Regions from separate parts of the Mus musculus genome. Here all the other regions are linked to region 2. A link is a contact called in public HiChIP or PLAC-seq and capture Hi-C data. All regions are on one chromosome and are shown on one strand. The core of a region is the stretch at or near the end of the contact, and the rest is flanking DNA. Distances in the headings are between cores, read along the strand shown.

Region 1 (4,515 bases), core at 561-3,060, 300 kb after region 2:
TAAGGGAAATAGATTGTGTGTTGACAGTCCACGTGAGGTCAGGAGCTGGGCTGCACAAGCACAGGTGAGCAAGCGGCACTTGTGAAGTTTATTTATCCCACTGTGTGCAGATTGTGCCTAAAAGTAAAAATAGAATTGTAAACATTGAATCCTAGTTAGCCATTTAACTACAGGGTGTTCTAAATATGCTGGTATCTGTCTCCTGGTTCAAATGCATTCGAAAAGATGGGAGTGGGGTAAATACTTGCTGGAGCAAATGGGGTCAAGTGTTAGGTATGGAATGTGGCAGTAGGTACCTGAATTTTTTGTGTACAGTTGTCAGCTTTTCAGGGCTACCAAAGTTAATAATAAAATGGAGGGTGGGGAGCTGGAGAGGTGACTCAGTGGTCAAAGCATGTAGCCCGTAAGCCCAGGGAGCGCAGCCGTGTAAAAGGCTAGATGCTCACTGCACACGCCGCTCCGCCCAGCGCCGGGAGGCAGACAGGCAGAGCTCAAGAACAGGCTGCTTAGTTGGTCTAGACAAAACAGTCAGTTTCTGGGGTAGTGGGAGACTTTCAAGCCAATAAGACAGAAAGCAGCACGGGAAGATACCCAGTAGTGTGGGATATTTTATTTTTCTATACATAATATGTTAAATAACATTTGAGGTCATGGTTTCCTTCTTTCATTTACCCGTGGCTTTAACTTTCCATGTAAAGTTACAGATTGATAATAATTATTACCACTTACATCAGCACTTTTCAAACACATATTTTAGTTGGCTGTTAGTTTCATTTTATATATGGAGTGACACTAGAGCTAAGAGAGGCTACACAGTAGTAATGAATAACCTGAGACCTAAACTCATGGGTCCCTGTATTGTCCTGTTCACGACTACAAGGTGTGTCCTCAGTACTGGGTTCATTTCAGGACACATAGCTAGCTCAGTGGAGACATGTGTACACCCCTCCCCTAGAAAGATCAATCTGCTTCCTTCTAGAATGGGAGTGTGATGCTGTAGGAAAAACCTAGACTTTGGAAATAAATCACCCTGAGTCCTCAGCAGCACCTCTGATAAGCTGTAAAATGAGACAAGTCATGAACCCCTTGCAGCCTCAGTCACAGGCTCTGAAAAGGTTGTAGGATTGCCGGGTGCTTATAAGATATTTAATCTATACAGAGAACTCAGTGGAAGTCACGTGTTGTCATCACCCTTGGGCCTAAGTTTCTCTGGAGGTGTTGCTTTACTTTGTTTCCATTCATTGACCTGGCTTTTGCCTATAACTTTATGTTTCCAGCAAGTTAAGTCTGTAGGAAACTTAATGTGATATAGAAGGAGCCTTGTATTGCACTTGAACTTGAGGCTGCTGGAAGCACCGTTTCCAAGAAACAGCTGCTTTCCTAACAAGGATGCCCATGCCATGATAGAGGAGGATTGATATCACAAGACTCCTTTGTCACACAGCTTATGTCATCAGCTTCCTGTGCCAGAGAGTCTGGAGGTAAAGCCAGCAGAAGGGTGCTGCCAAGGAACTTACTTATTTACAAGTGGCATTTGCATGTTTCTGTGGTAGAGAGAGGTTTAGCACTTTGCTGCTGCTTCTCAGGAACGGCTGCATGAAGAGGATATCATGAGAATGACTGTAGGATTACTACAAGCAAAGAGGCTCGGGGTGCTGTGTCTGTCTCTGGGAAGAGTATGAGTCTTACCCCACCCAGCACAAGCAGAAGACCCTTTCTACAGGCATGCCAGCCTTCTGTGGATCCTCTTGCCAGCTGGAAGAATTCTTCCTCTGCCAAGATTGTGTTAGCTACTTTGCATAAAACCACTCCTTTACAAGAGTTAGCCCACCCCAGCAGACTTCTCCGAGACCAGCCAAGCATCCTCCACAGTGTTCCACTGCTTGCAGAGGCCTGACACAAGAGCCATTTTCCTCCATAAGCAGCTCAGAAGGAAGTTTTCAGCAGCTGCAATATGACAGCAGAGCTCTTCCTTTTCGGTCAGTTGCAGCTGAAAGAACTTTCTACCATGTACCTGTGATTGCTGTGGAAAGGTGTGTCCTCAGTACTGGGTTCGTTTCAGGACACATAGCTAGCTCAGTGGAGACATGTGTACACCCCTCCCCTAGAAAGATCAATCTACTTCCTTCTAGAATAGGAGTGTGATGCTGTAGGGGAAAAGAAGCTGATATCCCAACACTTGAGAGAGAGGAGCAAAAGGATAAGGACTTCAGTGCCAGCCTGGGCTCTGTGAGTCTCAGAAACCCAAGCAAGAGCTAGTCAGTGAGGCTGTCTTTTTCTTATTGTGATAATGTCTAGAGACAACGATAGTTTAAATTCAGGCCAACAGCATTGGGTTTGCACCAGGAGGCAGCTATCATCCACACCTGCCTCTGTGACTCCCTAGGTCACAGGATGAAGTGTGGGGGTGCCATTTTGTCATCAAACTAGTTTTCCACAGGGAAAGCCAGTGAGATCCAAGTAAAGCTCTAGTGCTGGAGGAACTAGAGTGGCCTTGGGGCTCTTCAGTATTCCTAGAGACTGTCACTACTAAGTCAAAGGAATACCAGACCATAGCAAAATGTGAGTGTGCTGGGTTTTCCCCTGTACTACATTTAATAGTGGAACAATATGAATTAAGATGAATTACAATTTAAGTAAAACAAACAAACGCACTGAAGGGTCACACAGATTTTTCAAGCATCAGTTGTCAAAAGCATCCTTAGTGCTCAGTAAGTATTCCAGCAGCCTCTGCTGTGCTGGGCAGCATGGGAAGAAGAGAGTAAAGCAACAAGATGTAAGGACAGTGGTTCTTGCTTGTAGCTTCACGTGTCCGTCTGTGTTTCTCTAGCGTCAGTCGTGCCCTTACTTTCTCTTTGTTTCCATGAGCCCCCTGTCCTGTCCACCAGCACTGGACCAGGCAGTAGGAGCTGGGCAGACTCCCAAAGAGTGAGTGACTCTGCCTGGCTCAGTGGCTGGGAAGGTTGGCAGGTCTCAGAGCCTCAGCCTTGTAGCATCTTGGCTTTGCAGCAGCAGATCTGGAACTGACACTGGCAACCTGATAATCTTGCCAGATGTTGATGACTACCTTTCTAAAGACAAGTATGATCAGATCCTTTTCCTTTGTCAGAGGGATGTTGAACTTAAGTAAATTAATTGTGAACAATAATGATTTCCTTTTGGTTTGCCAGAACTTTGGTTGGCCCAGAGGTGGTGACTGATGCATTTTGTAAAATCAACTAAAACGCTGTCTCATGACCTGCAGCCTTTTCACTGGCTGCTGGCCCAGGCCACCCTTTGTTTGTTTGTTTGTTTGTTTTTTAAGATTTTTATTTATCTTATTATGTATGTGAGTACACTGTAGCTGTCTTCAGACACACCAGAAGAGGGCATCAGATCTCATTACAAATGGTTGTGAGCCACTATGTGGTTGCTGGGAATTGAACTCAGGACCTCTGGAAGAGCAGTCAGTGCTCTTAACAGCTGAGCCATCTCTCCAGCCCATCGGGCCACTATTTGTTTAGGAACAATTCATTGCATTTTCGTTGTGAGAGACTAAGTTATTTCACAGTTGAAACATTAAGTGAACACTTAAATATCTTCAAATCAAAAGGCTATTCACATTATACAGCATTGCCACCCAGCTCCCAATACCTATATGTGTGTGTTTGTGTGTGTGTAAATGTACATATATATATACGTGTACATATATACATCTATATGTACATATATATGTCTCTCCGGCATCATCAAGAGCCAGAGGAGCATGCCACAGCCAGGCAATTGTTGCAGTAGAAGGAATCACTGTACATACCATGTATAGAAAAAATACACAGCCAACTCATATTCTAAAGGTGTAAGAGGGGCCAGGGGGACACAGCCTGTATGCTCTTCTTCCTCCTTAGTGGGCACTGATAGATACTGTCTGATCAGATGATCACTTTTTAAAATCACCTACTGAGTGTGCTAATAGAAAATATGAAAGTGTATACCAGAAGAAATACCCTAAAAACTTAAATTAACTTCTTGTAAGGTAGGGCTTCGGGGAGGGGGGTGTCACTGTGTTTTGTCCTCGAACTTGGGACTTGTTTTGTTTATTTCCAAATTGTACATGACCTTCGATGAAAGTAAAATAAAGCTCTGTGTTCAAATTCTGCACTTTAGAAAGATTTCTCCTTTCTCTCCATGTTTGGACTTTCTCTATTTGGAAACTTCGTTTCCCCTAAAAGCTACCATCCATTTTATCGGTTAGATGTCAGGTTTCTCTGAGAACATCATTAAATAGTTGCTTCCCGTCATAAACATTTCCAGACTCCATGAGAGCAAATGCTATGTGAGCATGGCTGTTGAGCTGTGACTTGGCCAACATTGTATCTCTGTGACCTGGATTTTCCGTGGGTTAGAGCACAAGCTATTAGCCTAATACTTGTTCCCATTCTAAGAATGACTAATACTTCTAAGAGAAATGAAAACATCTGCTTTTCCATAGCATTAGAGTCCCAAACAGCTGTCACATGTACATTTTGACATCTTTTT
Region 2 (4,705 bases), core at 2,033-4,532:
AAGTAAACTGACTGGTTTGTTTGGTTTCACAAAGACTACACAAAGCTATAGCACTAGACTGAAAATAAGCTTCAGCAACCAAAGATTACCCAGTGGATTCCAGAAGTCCAATCTGGACATATGCAGAGACCAAGTACTCTAAAGAAGTTAGACACACTGTCACCTGTTGAGCAGTTAAGACTCAATGAGCAGAGTCTAAAAGTTTATCCCTCTGTCTCATTGCAAAACACCCTACATATTAAAGCCTAGATTTTAAAAGGAAGTAAAATGAGGTGGTTAAAATAGTAACAGGTACTGTCAGGAACTATTTTTATGTAGGACATCATTCCCTGTAAAAAGGAAAGCACAAATGTATGTCCCTTTGCTCCTCACTAATCCACAGATGGCTATTAATTATTACTGCTTTTCCTTTCTAAGATAAGCTTGTTAACAAGAACTACAGGATAGCTTATAGCCACTATCCAATGGGTGGGTTGCATCATTGTTTATGATGTTTACAGGAAAAAAAGAAATCAGTACAAAGAAATAGTGTGGAGTAATTAATATATTGTAGTGCAGTAATTTCTACTTTCTACCTCCATTTAAATAAAATAATGCTCAGCAATGCCAGCGTAAATCAGAGAGAGCCACAGGGGAGCACAGCGAGGCAAAGACATTAAAGCCGAACCAAAGCCCTTCTTCACCCAAGCTACTACTATTATTACTCGTGCAAAGCAAATATTCAGCCTCCAACCCTAAATCATTTCAATTCCTATTTCCAAGTATAATTTAATCTTTTTCAGCGACACTTGATGCTTACTTCATCACAGCATAATGACAGATTAAAAAGTTGTTGAATTAAATATTAAAGAGGACTTCAGGCAGTTCTGCATTTTTAAGGAATAACACAGATTGGGGATGAAATGAGAAGCCCAAATGCATATTTTATACCAAAAGGAAAGAATACATATATTTTTCCTTCAGGCCACCTACTTTGTAATAAAACACAGGGTAGGTTTTTATTTAGTGGATAGAAATGTAAAATAGTATAAGCTTCATATCACTGTAAACTGGCACCATACAGTGATGTCAAGGCTAATGATACAACAGGAAAATATGATCCTTTTATATCTTATAAAAATATTTACAACTTATTACTTGCATTAAGATTTTCTTAATTTTTAGATGTTTATCTCATATACTCTCACAGATGACAGCATTAAAAAGAAAACCATTATGTAAACACATTTATGTTTGGAACTGTTCTGAGTAGATATGGGGAAAGTTGAGCTGTAATTGTAAATCAAGTTCTTATGAAAATGCTGATTGGAGTAAGAGGCCTCATAGTGGGGGCTCCCATTAGACCAGGGTCAAATCAAACATGAGATGTAGGTAACAGTAGTGTCTTCATTCTTAAATGGAATAGAAGTAGTTTTACACATACAAATATGCACACATGTATACACACACACACACACACACATATATCAAGAATAACTAAAGAAGTTATGAGTTTGTCAGGTGTAAGAGGAACACGGGAAGAGTTGGAGAAGAGGTAAAAATAATGTAAATAAAGAACTCATTTATGAAATTTTCAAAAACTTAAAAAAGCAAAAAGAAAATTCTGGGAGTTTATACTTAATATGCATGTGTGCATATTAAAAACTAAAATTCTAAAGGCCCAATGATCACTAAATTTGTATGTTTTTCATTTTATTTTACGAAAGAGCCCCACTCCAAGATTTAAAAGAAAATAAACTTTTAAATTCTTGTTGCAAAATTAAAGCAATTCAATGGAAAAACAATGGGCTCCATGAATATTTTATTCTATTTGTGTAACAACAAACTGCAATTTTTCTGCATACATGAGTGTAATAATCTGTACATTGGCCTATTATATAAACTACTGACAGTAGCATGTCATTCTTCCTCTAGTTGGACATTTTACTTACAGGGTTCTAATGCTGCCTGTTTGACTGGACCACTTTGTAGTAACAGGGGGTGGAGGTCTGCAATCTTTAGTGATTCAACCTTCACTTTAGAAAGTTATACTTTTATATATTTCTATCGGACTAAAGATTATCTATTTATAATTGTGTGTTTTAATGGTTAGCAGCGACATTAAAAATATGTACCACATAACAGAATGGTCAATGTTGTCCTGGTGGGTGAAAAAGCAAATGGTATGTGTTTTCAAAAACAGCTTATTTGTGGAATAGGAACACAGTATGACAGAAAAGAAGTAAACACTTTCAAGTAATACATGCTATTTCATAAGTAGAAACAAAAGACAAAGGTGCAAAGCTCGTTTCCTAGGAATTATGACTTTGGCTGTGATGGAGGTAAATGTCATCTCTTCTGGCAACTACACACAGCCTTGAAAGGATGGCCTAATTCCTTTTGGAAAAATTTTCACTGTGTTTCCTCCTGGCCAAATGTTCCAGGTTTTACTCACAGAATGCTGCACACACAATCATTTATTTTAAAGAAAAGCACCAACTGTACCAGGGAATTGTTTAGGAATCCAAAAGGGAGCAGGGCTTCTAGTATTTCTTTTATTAATCTTTACAAATCTCAGTATGGTGTTGTTTTACTGGCAGGAGACTTGGCTAGTCAGTCCTCCCAAGCAGACTAATTCTGACCCCCATAATTAGATATATAAGGTAAGGTACACACTGTAGAAATCCTGCAGTTATCTTCTCTGATACTCTACAAAAAGAATAGAGAAAACAGACACAACCTTCCTGGCAGCGCCATTTCCTGAGTGGAGCTAAGGCACTGGCAGGGAAACTCTAACAAGGGCATTTTCCTGTGGTTTCCATATAGAAATCCTTTTTTTTAAAACAGGATTTTCTTTTCTGTAGCATTTTCCAACCAATAATAATGAAGTAATAATCCCCCATCATCTAGGACATAGGTTCTCAACCAATGTTTGTACAGCTCAATTCCCTGTGCTTCCCTATGTAAGTCAGTTCCATTGAAAGACACCATCATTAAGTTAGGATACCTCCACACCAATTACAGAAGAGAAACCTAGCAGATGATGCTTCAGATTCATGGCGAAGGGTTTTGTTTTTGTCTTATCATTACCCCCCCCCCCCCAACCACCATTTTCCCAAGATGTCCATGTTTTGCAGCTGGCTTGGCATTTTCTCCTGTGTCCGTTAAAATGTGCACATGGAGCCTTTCCGCTGTCCTCCTCTGAGATTCTCCTGTAGGCGGCAGCTCAGAGAGCTGAAATCCTGGAAAGACTCCTTCCCCTACCACAGCAGCAAAGCAAGTTTCAGGGCTTGGGTTTGAGGACTCACTGAGCAGCGGTTAGAGCGGGAGTCTCAGCGCCCATTGTTCTCTGCGGCCACAGCCCTCCCGCCTAGCCTGACAGCGCTCCCGCCCTGACTGCATAATTAATGCAAATGGAGCAGCCTCCCGGTCTGCAGCTCTTAGGGTTTACTTTTGTGCAACACTTACGCAGGAATATTAACTAGAGAAAGCAGCATCACAACAGGGGTGGAAAATCAGCCTGTCAGTGACTCATTCCAAATGCCACAGAGAGCTGAACGGCTTCGAGATTGTTTCATCAAGGTGATTGAGAACAAAAACTACCGCGGAAAGAAAATTCGAGCCGAAACCAAGCTCCCACGCAGGCAGTATTTTTGGCTCTAGCGACATTCCATAGGAGAAAGATTGCTGCCACGCCTTTATGCAAACTTGTGGTGTGCAGCCCCCCCCCCCCCCAGAATGGCGTTCCTCAGCCAGGAGATAGGACCCCACTCTGCACCGGTCAGTGGTACCCCAGAATCACCGGGGGCGGGAGATCCACATTTAACAGAATCCAAGGCTTATGTCCCAGGAGATGCCTGAAGGGCTCTGCCATAAGGTGCCACGCTGCTGTACCGTTGTGACAGATCACACTAAATTAAGGACAGCTGACTGTGTGGAAGCATAGAGGTTTTTTCTCTACACCGTGCTATGGGTAAAAGTAATTAAACTCCATATTTAAGCTTGCAATCATATTATAACAACAAAAAAGTATGCATCTTTTGAAGTAATCCTAACAGCGTTTTCAGAATATTCTATATAAGATGTGTTCTTAGAGAGCCGAGAAAGTGACGCCCACTGCATGGCTATGAGCACCCGTCTTCTCACACTTGCCAAACTGGCATAATGGCTTACTATGTCAAGTATTTAAAGAATCAGGATTTTGTATTTCAAATACATGCATTTACTTAATTTCATTTAGACTTAAATGGGATTATAAATTTGTGAACAAATTCTGATCAATTACATTAAGGCTATGTTTTAATAATGACAATCAAATCTTAAACTTTACAAAGGTTTTACACATTTTAAGAAATTACTTTTCTACTTTCAAGTGGAAAAAAAAAAGAAAGCATGGTTGAAAATTTTAACTCATTTTTTTAGGTGTAAAATAGGAGAATAGAATAGGAGAGGGGTGCATATCAAATCCACACCTCCCCTAAATGCCATCAAATACGTGTCTGTTTCAGGAAGAGCTTGTGAGCCACTTCTGGTCTCACATAACAGAGTGACTTAATCCTGAACATTTTCTAGAAAATTTTCCACAAAGGGGTCAATTGTATGCCACAAAGTAACCACTCATGGATTTGTCTACTAAATGGCCGAGAACTAAACCCATCTGAGTATCTTCACTGCTTAATTAAATATGTGCACAATAACTGAAAATCATCTCTTTATCCATTCAATA
Region 3 (4,304 bases), core at 1,245-3,744, 330 kb before region 2:
TGACTTGATGATGATGATGATGAATGTCTTAATTCTCCTTTGAGTCGCCCGGTGTGTCCCTGCTAACACAGGAACATGGATAATCCCACAGTTCCTGCATCTCCTCACAGTGCCACTCCATCTGGGGTGATGAGCTCACAGATGGAGTCTCCTTACAGTGAATCCTCAACTCTCTATGGCCCCTAGCATCAGCCAAGATAACTCACAGCTGGAATGGGGCAGGAAGGAGTCCACGTTGGTTTTTGAGTCTGGTCTGTCTTTGGACTTGGGGCTCACCCTTTAGGTTAGGCTGGCTAGCCAGTGAGCTTTGGGAATCTGTCTCTACCTCAGTTCAAAGTACTATGAGGCAAAGTGACTTAAGTGTTGTTCACAGGCCTGCTGTACCGTGGTAAATGAGACTGCATAGTTAGGAGAGGCGCATGGAAGCTGCTGCCCTGTAGAGAGGCTGAGATAGTATGGATTTCATCAGCTCCTTCTCCTGGGTAAAGGAACTTCCCTTGATTTAGCCAGCTGCTTCCTTCTTCCCAGGAAAGGGAGGGCCCAGTCTAATGTTTCCTATTGTTTCCATTGTGTCTAAGGCAGAACCACGTAGAAATTCGTCTGGGGGCTGGAAATTGCTGAACACTAGCAATTTCCCACTGGCCAGTTCAGAAGCTGAGCAGGTGTCTCAGCATTTTCTTCTATCTTTAAAACACAGGAGCTCTCAGATTCCTGACCTCACACAAGTCCCAGCACCCACGGAGAAGCGCACAACTTCCTGCAGCTTTAGCTCTCGGGGAATCTGATGCCCTCTTCTGGCCTCTATCGGTACTGCACACATGTACAGACTGTATAAGTCAGGTCCATGCACTACATATTAAATAAAGAAAACAGAGGCCCAAGGGTAGCCTTAAGTCTTGAGAAATCAGAATATCTGTTTGTATTAGTAAGGGGAACATTGTGAATGGTAAGACATTCTATCACATGTTATCATTCAATTCACTTTTTTTTTTGTAATAGTCTCTATTTCAAGGGTAAGGAAATCATATTCACAGAGGCTAAGTTCCTATCCCCAAATCACACATCCAGTATATTCTAGTGACAAGACAAATCTAAACCACTTATACTTCCTCCTCGATCTGGGATGGAAGTAGGGGGTCATCCCAGGCTATGGGTGTGAGAGGCTGGCTCTCTCTGAACCTATTAACAAGCCTTTCTCATAGTTCCTCAGTCCCAGGAGAGGCCATCTGACTGGCCTGCCAGGGGTCATAGGTTACGAGCCCCACTATGATTGGCTCCAGTGGGGTCATATATTCTTTTCTGGTCAAATGACTCAGACGGGGGTGATGCAATAACACAATGTGGCTTCAGAGGCAGCAGAAGTGTCTGGGGGAATGGCTTTCCCCCCATAAATAACTTTGCCTGGAATTATTGAGTTCAAGCCTTGTGTAGTCATTATGTAGCATCAAGAGCTCTTTGTTACACATACTAAGTGCATTTGACCCTCACAACCCTGTGAAACCATCTCTAGCCTCACTGTGAAGAAAAGGCTCAGAGACTACGGGAGCAGCCCTGTCTCACATCTTACGTCTCTCAACTGGTTCTCTTGCAAGAAAACTGTACTGTGAAGGCTGGGGTACCTTCTCTCAAAGCCTCCCCTTGCTGATCTCTCTGCTCTCTCCTGCTTATCGGAACAGAACCCTGTGGCCTCGTGCTGTCTGAGGGTCATGAGCCATTAATTCACACACACACACACACACACACACACACACGCTCACCTCCATTCGTTCAGTGTATAGTTCCCAAGTACCTGGTTCTGTACACCACTGAGACCCCACTTTCCTGTGCTTTATTGTCCAGTGGGGAAGACAGACATTAAACAGATAATGACACTAATAATTATTTCATTGCGATTGTTAGAGATGTTATGAAGAAGTCCAAGGGGGCTCCGAGCATTTATGACCAGAGAAGTGACTCAGGAGTGTGTGTGTTGGGGGGGGGGGGGGGGAGACGGGACCAATACCACCAGGAAGGCAGTGTTAACTGGAGTTCTGGAAGGGTAGTGAAAATAGAAACTGACCGGAGGAATAGGAAGGCAGAAAACAGTGCTGACAGCAATAACAAGATTTGGAGGCTCAGACAACTTGGTCCAGGAAGCCTGGACCAGGGAGACAAAGCTTAGGAGGGGTTCCACAATCTGATTCTGCCCTTCAGGCAACTCCGCCTGCATCCATGCTTCCGGCCCAGGCTGTCTTATGGAGGCACAGCACGGGCTGGAGCAAGGGGTTTGGGGGCAGTTGTCTCTGCAGAGGCAGCAGCTGCAAGCAGCCGCTATTCTCTGGCCGTTCTCTGGCTCCCAGGTCAGGAGGAGGGAGGCAGCAGAGGACGCGCCTAGCACGATTTTTATATATGTGTGGCCATAATATTTAAGTGTCTTGGCTGTAAGCCTGAGACTAGGTCCCCCGACAGCCAGGCCTTGCTCCACACGCTCTAACAGCTGTCTGTAAAACCCGTTTATGGAGTCGCCATAAATTTCCCAGATGCTGCAAACCACAGGACCTGGGACAAAGAGTCGTAGGGAGGGAGGCGTGGGAGAAAATGGTGGCCTCTGCATCTCTCCCAGCTTGTCCTCTGGGTCCCCTAGCCTGCCCCCTGCCCACCTGGGGCCGCCTTACCCTAAATTCTTTTATTGAAGCTGATCTGAACACTGACCCCGTGGGGCCTGGCTGGGCAATCCAGCTCAGCACGGATGCCGGCGCTCTCAAGATTGCGGCAAAAGGTGCCGTAAATCAGAACTAAGTGTCATGATAGTGATTTGAACTGACACTGTTCTCACCTTGTCCATTTACCGGGAAATATATAACAGGAATAGATTGAGCCTGTCATATTGTACCTGAAAAATACAGCTGTTGGGGAGGAGAGGCAGGTGGCACCACGGCAGGGTCCCAGCGGGCAGTGGGGTGCTTAGCGGTGGAGGAGGAGGTGGGGGTGGGGGGTTTGTCAGCATTCCATTGGACTGAAAGCTTGCTCTCCAAGTCAGGGCACAATGGCCTGACCAGCCTCCCAGGTAGCCATGCCCCACTTGTTACAGAAACCCACCTACCCCTCTCTACTGCCCTGAGGGCTCCACCTGCCCAGGCCACAGAACTCTGTGTGTGTGTGTGTGTGTGTGCCCACACTTGCGCACACGTGTGTGGTGTGTTGGGATGAATGAAAGTGTTCTACTACTGAGTCACACCCTCAGTCTTAAAATAAGAAACCAAAATAAGAAAAAGCCTTTTAATTCAGGATATACATATAGAAAAGCACACAGATCATAAATACATTGCTTGGTTAATCTTTCCAACCAGACAAAACATACCTGAGCTCCTGACCCTCAAATACAGAAGCCTTACCCCACCCCCACTCCCAAGAAACTCCCAGCAGCTCTCCCCACAGGAAAGGGCTGATGATGGCTGACACCGCCTCAGTTTTATCCAGGGTGGCTGAGTGAGGTCATTTTGAAATTCCCACCTGTTATTTGGGTTCCCATAGTTGAAGAAGAGCCTTTTGTCTTCACTATGCGAGCTGCAGCTCAGTGACAGGGAACTCGCCCGGGCAACAGCTGGGCTCCCCTGAACCCTGAAAACACAAGGACCATATTAACAATGGAGAAGAGAACCTGCAGAATGGCTCAGTTGTAAATGCTTACTGTAAAAACCTATCCCCTGCACCCATGTGAAACATTGGGTGTGGTTACACACTCCTGTAGCCCTAGCTCTGGGAGCTGCAGGTAGAGAGAGGTAGAGCCAGGATCATCCATGGGGCTCACCAGTTTAGCCCAAAGCTCTGGGTTCTGTGAGAGACACTGTCTCAAAAAGTAAGATGGAGGGAAATTGAAGATGTGTGTCATAGACATCTGGCTTTCATACACACACACACACACACACACACACACACACACACACACACACACAGAAGGCAAGGAAGAGCATATCAAGAGCACCATCAACAGATGCTGTTGCTGTCTCTTCTCCTCTGGAGGATTCCAGTCTGACTCCAGAGGAGAGATGGGGTGTGGGAAGGCAGGGTGGGACTGGAGTCAGGAAGGGTCTACCAAAGGGGATCAAGGTATACAGAGTTCTGAACTGTGGCTGGGAGACAAGAGGGTGGAGAGTTATAGGGGCTCAGGCTTGGACACAGGGCTGGGTTGAGTGCACTGACTGACGAGGAATGGCCCCCATAAGCTCTTATATTTGAATGCTTGATTATCAGGGACTGGCTATACTTGAGAGGGATTAGAGAGTGTAGTGTTGTTGGAGTAGGTGTGGCCTTGTTGGAGGAAG

What was found. HiChIP or PLAC-seq counts read pairs in DNA pulled down with a chosen protein or histone mark. Capture Hi-C pulls out chosen DNA fragments and counts their contacts.
Region 1: a contact with region 2 is called in a FOXA1 HiChIP or PLAC-seq map of pancreatic cancer cells. The contact joins two enhancer-like sites. A contact is called at or near these places in 1 of 39 promoter capture datasets (hippocampal neurons), 1 of 115 datasets of contacts at active chromatin or transcription factors (pancreatic cancer cells) and 1 of 9 other capture datasets (embryonic trunk).
Region 3: a contact with region 2 is called in a capture Hi-C map of embryonic tail, with 4 times the contacts expected there. The contact joins two enhancer-like sites. A contact is called at or near these places in 1 of 115 datasets of contacts at active chromatin or transcription factors (embryonic basal ganglia) and 2 of 9 other capture datasets (embryonic tail and embryonic trunk).

Annotation. Positions count from the first base shown.
Region 1 is chr2:34,544,786-34,549,300 of GRCm38.p6, forward strand. All of the region lies in intron 7 of Mapkap1 (mitogen-activated protein kinase associated protein 1), which reads left to right. Among named protein-coding and RNA genes, the nearest start is that of Gm34178, 28 kb to the right of the region's middle. Within about 2 kb of position 1,811, at least 44 of the 459 cell types and tissues checked have an H3K27ac peak or open chromatin away from gene starts, as enhancers often do. A contact at or near this core is called in pancreatic cancer cells, where this site is marked.
Region 2 is chr2:34,246,384-34,251,088 of GRCm38.p6, forward strand. All of the region lies in intron 2 of Pbx3 (pre B cell leukemia homeobox 3), which reads right to left. Among named protein-coding and RNA genes, the nearest start is that of Pbx3, 120 kb to the right of the region's middle. Within about 2 kb of position 3,283, at least 184 of the 459 cell types and tissues checked have an H3K27ac peak or open chromatin away from gene starts, as enhancers often do. A contact at or near this core is called in embryonic tail and pancreatic cancer cells, where this site is marked.
Region 3 is chr2:33,917,762-33,922,065 of GRCm38.p6, forward strand. No RefSeq gene overlaps it. Among named protein-coding and RNA genes, the nearest start is that of Gm39792, 12 kb to the left of the region's middle. Within about 2 kb of position 2,495, at least 35 of the 459 cell types and tissues checked have an H3K27ac peak or open chromatin away from gene starts, as enhancers often do. A contact at or near this core is called in embryonic tail, where this site is marked.